3 separate regions of the Mus musculus genome follow, and regions 2 and 3 are each linked to region 1. Evidence: chromatin contacts called from public Hi-C data. All regions are on one chromosome and are shown on one strand. Each heading gives the region's core, a stretch centred on a gene start, on an enhancer-like site or on the middle of the called end of the contact. The rest is flanking DNA. Distances are from core to core; before and after follow the strand shown.

Region 1 (3,161 bases), core at 24-2,523:
TATTTTTCAATGATCTGGAGATCTCTTATAACACAATTACAAATTATTGTAATTTGATTCTAACTAAATATAGGTGTAGCAAATAGGGATCTTTGGTTTACAAATTATTTTCTTTCTGTGTAAAAAATATATGTGTGCATTCTGAATGGTCTACAGTGAGCTTGTGCAAAATTTGTACCAAAGGATAATCTTTAATATTAGAGTTGAGAAGTGTCAGCTGAATTCTATTTTGAAGAAAATAAGGTGTCATAGTTGGGATACAATAATTCTCCCAAGCAGAACAAAGTCCTTATAGCTAAAATGTTCTTGGTGATTCTGGTTTCTCCTTCAAACTTCATGTAAGTGTGAATTAACTCTACTGTAGAGAATGGTCTGAAAATGAAGGTCTAGAGGAGAGGAGGTAGGTGTGGCGCCTCTGAGGTGGTACACTTTCAGATCACTCATGGCTCTTAAGAGTGTTCTGTATCGTGTCCAAGTCTAACAGTAAGACAGCTCTTAAAAAAATAGGTCAGTTTTGTGCTTGTCTTTCATTTTACCTGCTCTGGTCCATGGTCCCTCTAGCCAGTGACATTCCTGAGCAGAAGAGAAGAGAGTGCATAGCAGTGCCATAAAATGACCCAGGAAGTTTGTACACTGTGGACAGTCAACCTCGAGCTGATCGATGTTCAGTGCAAGCCCTTCAGTGAGACACTGTTGTGTTGTGACTACTCTTGTGACTTGTGACAAGTTGCCTTCTCCTCTTTAATTTCCATTTCTCCAAGTGCAACGTGGAATTTCCATCATATGCCCCATGGTTCTCCGTGGTTCTGGTGGGATTTGAGGAGCGTGAATTACAAACTGGTATCCCGGAGCCATCCAGTCTAACGCAAGCTTTACTTTGCTCTGGGAGTAAACCTTAAGAAAAGGTCAGTTTTGCAGACGTCTTGAGGTTGTGTTCCAACGTCCTCGTTAAATAACCGAAGTCCAGACTGGCAGGCCCAGGGGAATATTTAATCAAGTAAAAAAAAAAAAGGCCAAGTCATTACTGGAACTCCGTCATCAGACCTGTAAACACAAGCATTTATTTGTGGGTGTCATGAGAAAGTGTGTTCACTTGTAATACTCTCTCCTGTACAGGTTCTACTTGTCAAATGTGTATGACTCTTCTGATAATTCAGAAGAGTGGAGAGAGCAAGACGAAAGGAAAGAGAGAAAATTACAACTGTAAACAGACTCTGGACAGCGAAGGATCAAAACAGCCTCTGGCTTGACTGGATGAGTCATAGCTATAGTCAGACCACAAATAGAAGCATAGCTTCTCTGTTGAAGGGCAGTCTTCCTGTCTGGAGAGGAAACCCAGCTCTGATTGGAGATAGTAGTTTTTGCAGACTTCAAAGCATCGCAAGCAACTGAACAGACAAGAGAAAGGGTTGGTAAACAGCGTTCCAGGTGCTACTCTGGAGAACCAGCCGCACAGCTCTGATTTGAAGCTATGTAGACATACTTTCATCGGAAGCCAAAAGCTGGTGGTTTGTTTGTATGCTTGGTTTGTTTTTTTCTTCTGCTTCTTTCTATAGTATTACTCCCTTCTAGCATCTGCATCTAATTTCATCTCAAGTAATGCAAGTTGTTCCTCCAGGCTCACACTCCAGGGCACAGAGAGAGATTGGCAAAGGGCCATCTAAGGAGGTAGGAGGAAGGCAAGGGCACGTGTTTTGAAACTACGAGGAAGGTGATGCTTTCAACAGGGCAAGTCTGAGACTGAGAGGGTGTGGCAGAACAGAGGAACATTCTAGTGGTTCCTACTAGGTAGACAAGCCAGTTTGGCCTCCTGAATTTAGACTTTAACACTGAGTCTGGGTATAGCTTAAAATTTAGTGTATATGTGAGGAAGAAGAACATGGAAAATTGGAATGAACGAATGGGACCCGGTGTCGGAGCCTGAGTGCCATTAAAGGTCTGGACTCTGTATGCTGTGGAAACAGGGAGGCAAGAAACAGAGACTACGGAAAGATGGGAACTCCAACCATGGGAGGTAGAATGAAGCAAGCTCAGGAAGGCCAACTACATCTGCTGTCACTTGGATGCTTGTCCAGCACAACGTAAGCCCCTGAACTTAGAAAGCACATAGGAGAGACGATGACATCGATAGATCTAATCGCTGGAGGATAGCAACATAAAATGTTTTTTACCAGTACATGTTTTGGTGTGTGTTAAGGTCATTGAGCTGAGTAGATGGGACCTGGAAAACTATATAGTCAGGTGATTGAAAATGACAAATGCATAATTTCCATTTGATAGACATAGGGGACAGGCAGTGAGGGAAAAGTTACCTGCACCATGTGTTTGACATTGGTGGTTTTGACTGACACAGGTTCACTACTTGCTCCACATTTCCTTTCCAACCTACGCTAGTAGCTTTTCTATCTGCTGTGATAAAATTCCCAGCTAAAGTGACCTACAGAGGAAGTATGAATTTAGACCTAAAGTTCCAGAGTACACAGGCCATGGTGGCAGGGTAGGTGCAGGAGGCGATGCGTCCTATTACATCTGTAATCAGGAAGCAGGCATAATGAAAGATGTTCAACCTCACTTTCTCATTTCATTCAAATCGAAACCCCAGCCCATAGAATCATACCTTCCACTTTCAGGGTGTCTTTTTCCACCTCAATGAACCAAATCTAGACTTATTTAAAGGATCGTTTCCATACCGACTCAAGTTCTGGTCGAATTGACATTTGGTGTTAGCTATCACACAGCTTTGATTTCACCCTGAGTCTTGGCCCTTGGGATCCCTGCAACACTGAACTTCTGTCAGGCAGCTGTGCCCTGGCTTCCTGTCTGAGGGTGGGTGAGTCACCTGTTCCCACTGGGTCCTGCATTCCTCATGTGTGAAATGAGGATGGGACAACAGTCTAGCTGTATGTCTGGAACAAGAAGCACCTGTTGCCAGCATTCTCTTTAATAAGCAAGCAAGCAAACAAACAAAGCCAGCCAATGAATCCTTCCTGTCATCATCCATGTCTTACAGATGGCCTAATAGATGATACATTAAATGATACATAATGCTCAAAAGGCCATAGGGTAACGTGTCCTGCTGACAGGCTCAGCCACCTCACTTTTAGCACCATTCCTTCTACTCCAAGCAGGTGATACTGATGTCTAGAAGTAAACAAAGAAAT
Region 2 (3,356 bases), core at 543-3,042, 1.1 Mb before region 1:
GTCAAATCATTACCAGGAAGGACAGGAAGGACTTCTTCCAGAGGCTAGATGTGGGATTCTTTTCCTTGTCTCTTCAGCTTCTCTTTGTTTTGAACCTCTTTCTCAGTCTTTAAAGTCCATCACTCAAAGCTCTCTGCATTGTCATCAACCCCGACTCTTCCTTCGCCCCACCGTATAAACATCCAGGTGCTTATGTGGTCCCTTCAAGATGATCTAGGATGAGTTTCCACCTCTCAACTCTCGATTTAATCTTATCTGAACAGGGAGATAGCAGGCATTCACAGCCCTGGAGGTTAGGTCCTGAGCAACTCCGAGGCCATCATTTAGCCTATCACAGGTGACAAGGTGACAGGTGGATGGTGGCAGTTGTTTTGTACAGGCAAGTGCACTGCTGGTTGTGTGTTGCCTGTTGAAAGTCACTCTCCTCTGCCACCTGACATGCAAGACCAAAATAGAAGCCCTGTGTTCTGATTCAAAATTAAATGCTCTTTCAGGCACAGCACACATTGCCTCTCAGCACTGGCATTCACTCTTGCAGACAGCCCATTCTTGTATAGATAGTAATTAATATTTGCATAATGCTTTAGAGTTTACAGTGTCCCTTTTTATTTACATGAAATCATCAAACCCCTACAATAACCTTCTGAGATGGTTATTATTAACACAGTTTTACATATGAAGACACTAAAGCTCCGAGGAGTGAAATGGTTTGTCCGAGGTCACCCAGCTGGTAAGGGCGAGACCACAATGCAAAACTCGGAACTCACACTATGCTCAGTTCTAACTAATGAATCTGTACTTGGCTCACTTCACTAGATGTGTTAGTTACCTTTTGGCAAATACTCAAATGTTGACTTGGATCTCAGACATGTTTTGGGAGAAAATGAATTTATAAGTTTCTTAGTACTTTGTAGTATACAGAATGACTTGTGACACCTAACCATCATCTCTATGATCATCATCATCTCACCATTATCACTACCACCACCACCACCATCTGTTCTGGAGACCAAGAAAATTCAATAGGTGAAAACTCTACTTCTTTTTATAATATTGTGCCTGCTGTGTTGTAGTTCTTAGGAACAATGATGTTATAACATATCTCGGGGATCTATGGTTTATTGGTCACTGTTGACATAGCCAAACTCCTGTGCCCTCGCAGATAAACAAGGTGGCTCACTGTTTGGTGAAGCAGGAGTCCTTAGTCACATAACTTCATAGTGATGCTTGCTACCATTTTATTCCCTTGTAGAAACCTACCACTTGCTAGGTATATCAAGTCCAACTACTTGGATGAAGAGGGAGGAATTAAGGTGGACAAAATGAAGGACAGTGGGGACAGTAGGCTGGGGTCAAGTCGTGTGTGCCCTTTTTCAGGTGGAACTCCACTTCACCACCCCTCCTCCTCTTCAGCGCACCCCTTCCACCTTTTTTTTTTTTTTTTTTTTTTTTTAGAATAGCCACCAACATCTGTAATTTGCAACCTCAAAACAAAACTAGAGGTTCACTGGGAGGACTAGCCAAGCTGGCCTCCACATGTGGCGGAGCAGTCAGCCGGCCCCCACTTCATTTGAGTGAGACCGCCAAAAGCCTTCACGTGGCGCCTTGGCCACAGAAGTATAATTAGCAAGTGCTCCCTGCCCCTCACAATGGCCACCTTCACTGGGCCAGGCAAAGGTGACAGATGGCAGGCAGGTGCATTCAAATGGCCTTGGTTTGACCAAGGGAAATGAAGTACTAAAACCTAACTCAGTCCCACAATGAGTCAGAATGGGGGTGGGGAAGGCTCTCAAAGTCCTCTGGCCCCTGTTCTTAGGAGAGCCTGTTGCTTCTGGTTGTTGCCTTAGGACTCATGGTTCTAGAGCTCTATTCCTATGAGACAGCCACTAAATTGTTTTTGGCCCTTACTAACAATTCTTCTTGCTTTCAAACTCAGCTGTTTAAGTGTACAGGTTCCGGCCATCTAAAACTGTCCCTAGCCTCGATAACCCTTGCTTCTGCATATTCAGACCCCACCAGTACTTCATGTTCCAATTAAGCTCTTCTTAGAAGCCTTTCCCTAGCCCAGTGAGGTGGCACATGCTGGCAGTTCTTATCTTTGGAAGACCAAGGTGAGAGGATGGCTGTTAGCTAAGGACCAGGCTGGTCTATGGAGTGAGACCTTACCTAAAGCACAGCAACAAAAAGAAGCCCCTAGCTAAACTGAGCAATTCCTAGCTCCCTAGGCACCCTCTTACCCTTTCCCTCTCGGTTCTAATGTATAGCAATTTGAAAATGAAAATAGTTTCTCACCTAAATGTTGAGTGCCCTGCTAAGCACTTTCACACTTGTTGGTTTAATTTGCTGTGTCACTCCCTGACATTAGACCAAAAAAAAAAAAAAAAAAAAAAAAAAAAAAGCCCGGAAGACAGAGACAGTGATTCATTGCTCTGTCCCCTGCCAAAGCAGAAGTGTGTTCTCCATAAATTGTCCCTGGGTTAACAATTTCAGAAAACTATTTGAAAAAAAAAATCTTAGACTGGTAAAGAATTTAAAGTTAGCCAGGACTGGTCGTAGCCAGGAGTGGTCTCCCTTGGCTTCTACTCTGCTTCACTGGGCTCAGGATACCCTGCACATACTCCATACACCAGTGCAGCCCTTTCTGTGACTCCTCTATGGTCTCTGGGGACCTCCTCGTTGCCAAATCAAACTACCTTTTTGCAGTCTTCCTCATTCTCAGATCCGCAGTAGTATTTTCATTTTAAAAGAAAATTAACTGCTTCATCAATTCTTTTCAGTGATCTGGGGACCAAATCCAGGGACTTATTCTTGCTATGCAAGCACCCAACCACCTCAAACTCATAGCACTTTAAAAAAATCTCTCCTGGACCCCCACTGCCCATCTCCTGATGTGAGCACATCCCTATGAGATTCTTCAAAAATCCACTTTGAGTTTCTGTCTGTATCTCCTTCCTAAATACGCTTCGAAGCCTGGTGTGTCCCAAATCTCTGCCTCTGGCTCCTAGTTCCCTCCCATACAGTACCACCGCCTTCCCAAACACCAACTACAGCTCCAGGACAGTGCTTCCTGCTGGCATCTTAAAGCCTGCTCAAAGGGCAGTTCTCTTTTCTATTCCTTCCTCCCTGTTGCTGAATCTGGTCTTGGTAATTCCTGTCTGGCCTTGATTAGGGGCTTTGCATGGACTCCAGTGAGGAAGTTCAGAAGCACTCTTTCAAGACTGGATTGCCACATGCCGATCACCTGCTGGGAGTTTAACTCTGGAAGTTAATATTTCAGCCATGCTGTCCCTTCCTCCACCCATGGTGCCCTGGCTCAAGCCCTCATCTCCTCTAGCTGCAGCATCTAGTCTGTACAT
Region 3 (3,228 bases), core at 459-2,958, 1.3 Mb before region 1:
GTCTCAATTAACATAATTTAGCTAATTCCTCATAGACTCTCCTAGAAATTTGTCTCCTGGGTGGTTCTAGCTATTGTCAAGTTGATAATCAATAGTAGCTATTTCAGGTCCACCCCTCAACAACTTGACACCCAAGCATGTCATGTGGAAGCCCTACCCTTCCATTTCTTGTCCCCGAAGGCTCAAGGGCATTTCCTAGGGCAAAAGGCATTCTGTTCAACTTTAAGTCCCCATAGCCTTTAGCAGTTCCAACACTGTTTGAAAGTCCAAAGCTCGAGTCTCTTCTGAGATTTAAGGCAATCTCTTAGCTGTAAGTTCTACTTTAGAGAAATCCTATTTGCATAGTTCTGATAGATAACGAATGCACAGAGTAAGCATTCCCGTTCCGAGATGGAGAAATGAGGATGTCACAAAGTTGTACCAGACCACACCAAAATGTCCTGAAGCTCTCTCTATGTTCAGGATTGAAAGCTTGCGATAACATCATCTGCACAGAAAGGAGCTGAGCACGGTCACAGCAAGGACCACTTCTTGACACCACTATTCTGTAGTAGCTACTTTTCTCCTTGCTGTGACCCAATCTTCAACAAAAGGAAAGATAAAGAGAGGTAAGTTTATTTCAGGTCACAGTTCAAGGGAGTATAAACTGTCAAGGTGGTGAAGGCATGGTGGCTGGAGAATAAGGTATCGAACCATATTGTATCCCGCTAGGATATAAAGATATATGAGAGCTGGTTGCCCAGTTGACTTTCTCCTTGTGTGTGTGTGTGTGAGAGAGAGAGAGAGAGATGCTCCTAGGGACTGAACCCAGGCCTTCAGCATCAGACCACAGTTCATGGAATGGTGTCATTACATTTAGGGTAGGTATTCCCACCTCTGTTAAACAAATCTAGAAATTTCCTCGCAAACATGCCCAGAGGTTTGTCTCTTAGGTGAGTCTAAACACTGTCACATCGAAGTAAATATTGATTAGTACAAGATCATTGAGACCCACAGGCATTACCCAACGTGACTGTTGTGCCCTTGGATTTTCATTATGGTTTTCCCTTAGCCTTAAATTTTTCTTCTATATAATAGTTCTGCACATTTGTTGGATATATGAGTGCTTTTGCCATTAAAGGCTTTTAATAATCAAATCTACAAGTCCCCTATCTTGTGTATCATGTCTTTACAGTAAAATTATGCAACATACTTTCTTTTACCTAATTTTTGAAATAGTTGATACAATATTGTTAATAATAGTTATTGTTGTGGGCACTAGAACACCACACATCATTCTCTTTTTTTGAAAAGCAGTCTCATGAAATGGTTCCAACACATTTAGGGCAGATCTCCCACCTCAATTAACCAAAAGTCCCCCATAAACATGCTCGGGGTCTGTGAGACTAGATCTTGTCACATTGTGCCTGTTGGGCCCGCTTGCCTAACAGCGTGAGCTCCGGGTTCTGTAGAAGCCATTCAACTGCACACAGTAGGCCCCTCCTTTGTATACCACGTTTTCGTTATCCATTCATGCGTTGGTAGATACTAGGTCGTTTCTACTTCTTCCTTTCTGTGATTTGTGCTGCACTGGGTACGGGGTGCTAGGCTACCATTGTGTTCCCTCTGGATGAGTATCTCTAGCCATCAGAATGTCAGATCATCCGCTAACTTGTGTTTCTAATTTTTGAGGAACTTTCGTACTGCTTTCCATAATGGCATTACTAATTTACATTACCAAGAATAGTGTGTAGAGTTCCCCTTTCTCCTAGTACTTGCCCCTTTGGTAACAACTGTTCTAGTAAAGTAAAAGCTCACTGTGATGCTAATTGCATTTCCCTGATGAGTGACAGAACTGAGAGCTTCTTTCATATTTCCCTTGACCATTTAAATGTCTGGATAAATGTCCATTCATGTTTATAAAATTTTTAGAAATATATTCATTTGTTTTATTTATATAAGTACTCTGTAGCTATCTTCAGACAAACCAGAAGAGGGCAACAGATCCCATTACAGATAGCTCTGTGCCATCATGTGGTTGCTGGAAATTGAACTCAGGACCTCTGGAAGAGCAGTCAGTGCTCTTAACTGCTGAGCCATCTCTCTCCAGCCCATTTATACCATTTTTATATCACCATCACCACCACCACCACTGTCACCATCATCCATGCAGTAGCAGCAGCAGCAGCAGCAGCAGCAGCAGCATATCTGTGTTTGCAGGCACATAGGCCACAGTGTGCCTGTAACGATCAGAGCACAGCTCTGTGGACTGGGTTCTCTCCCTTCATCTTTAAATTAATTCCTGGGATGAAACTCAGGTCGCCAGGCTCGTGTGGCAAATGCCTTCACTCACTGAGCTGTCTCACCAGCTCCTGCATCGATTTTGACTCTAATTGTTTCTCACTACTGAGCAGCTTGAACCTCATATATAATCCAGGCACTAACCCTTTGCGGAAGCTTTTTGGTTAGTGTGGTATAAAGAGGTTGGTTACACATGTACACGAGAGTGTGCACGTGCACATGTACACATGAGAAAAAGAGAGAGACAAAGACGATGTTTTCATAAGCCAGAAGAGAATCAAAGATGGTCAGACAGCCATCAGAGGCTATAAGTGAAGCTTGGAACAGACTCTCACACAACTCAGGAGAATCCACCCTGCTGGCATCTGGTCTCAGAAAGCCAGCCTCCAGGACTTGCACGAAGCCCTTCAGATTGTCTTACTTTGATACAGCAGCCTGGACAAACTTCAGAGATGGTGACATTGAGCAAGATAGCTCTTTCCAAACAGATGAGGCCATTCCATGGAGAAGCCCGGGGCTCTTGAAACCTTCAGGATACTGATCTCTGGCTTAACTGCTCAGCAAAGCTGGCCACCACATAGTGAGTGTCCTGAGAGAGTGATGTGTCATTCCACCTATGTCCTTCTCAAGGCCCCAGGATTCCTACGATCATCATTTATTGGCAATCATTTTAATGCCTTTTGGTATTTTTTTCTACATTGTTCATGTTATAGTTTTCAAACTTAACTGAAAATGTTCTGAGGGCCTGGTTCATACTCTGGAATTAAGTGATCTCTCTGATCAAAGTTCTTGCAGTGACACTTGATGTGATGTCTTCCTGTTCTTGGTTTGGTTTTCTTGACTATGTGAAATTATTATAGTCCCTAAAGAGTCTCATTTACCATCGTCAATGATTCTGACTCTGTATGTGCTTGCTACCTAACCAAACCTGCCTGCTTAGGATATAAA

Evidence for each region. Hi-C and Micro-C count contacts between places; a contact is called where the count stands out from the background.
Region 2: a contact with region 1 is called in a Hi-C map of bone marrow-derived macrophages, with 10 read pairs. The contact joins two enhancer-like sites. A contact is called at or near these places in 1 of 484 Hi-C or Micro-C datasets (bone marrow-derived macrophages) and 1 of 115 datasets of contacts at active chromatin or transcription factors (large pre-B cells).
Region 3: a Hi-C map of bone marrow-derived macrophages shows a contact between it and region 1, with 15 read pairs. The contact joins two enhancer-like sites. A contact is called at or near these places in 1 of 15 datasets of contacts at CTCF or cohesin (the NIH/3T3 cell line), 8 of 484 Hi-C or Micro-C datasets (CD4 T cells, CD4 single positive thymocytes, bone marrow-derived macrophages and 5 more) and 1 of 115 datasets of contacts at active chromatin or transcription factors (the 230-238 cell line).

The regions. Positions count from the first base shown.
Region 1 is chr16:25,247,713-25,250,873 of GRCm38.p6, forward strand. No RefSeq gene overlaps it. Among named protein-coding and RNA genes, the nearest start is that of Tprg, 38 kb to the right of the region's middle. Within about 2 kb of position 1,274, at least 72 of the 459 cell types and tissues checked have an H3K27ac peak or open chromatin away from gene starts, as enhancers often do. A contact at or near this core is called in bone marrow-derived macrophages, where this site is marked.
Region 2 is chr16:24,134,314-24,137,669 of GRCm38.p6, forward strand. No RefSeq gene overlaps it. Among named protein-coding and RNA genes, the nearest start is that of Gm32126, 24 kb to the right of the region's middle. Within about 2 kb of position 1,793, at least 77 of the 459 cell types and tissues checked have an H3K27ac peak or open chromatin away from gene starts, as enhancers often do. A contact at or near this core is called in bone marrow-derived macrophages, where this site is marked.
Region 3 is chr16:23,957,158-23,960,385 of GRCm38.p6, forward strand. No RefSeq gene overlaps it. Among named protein-coding and RNA genes, the nearest start is that of Rtp2, 28 kb to the left of the region's middle. Within about 2 kb of position 1,709, at least 3 of the 459 cell types and tissues checked have an H3K27ac peak or open chromatin away from gene starts, as enhancers often do. A contact at or near this core is called in bone marrow-derived macrophages, where this site is marked.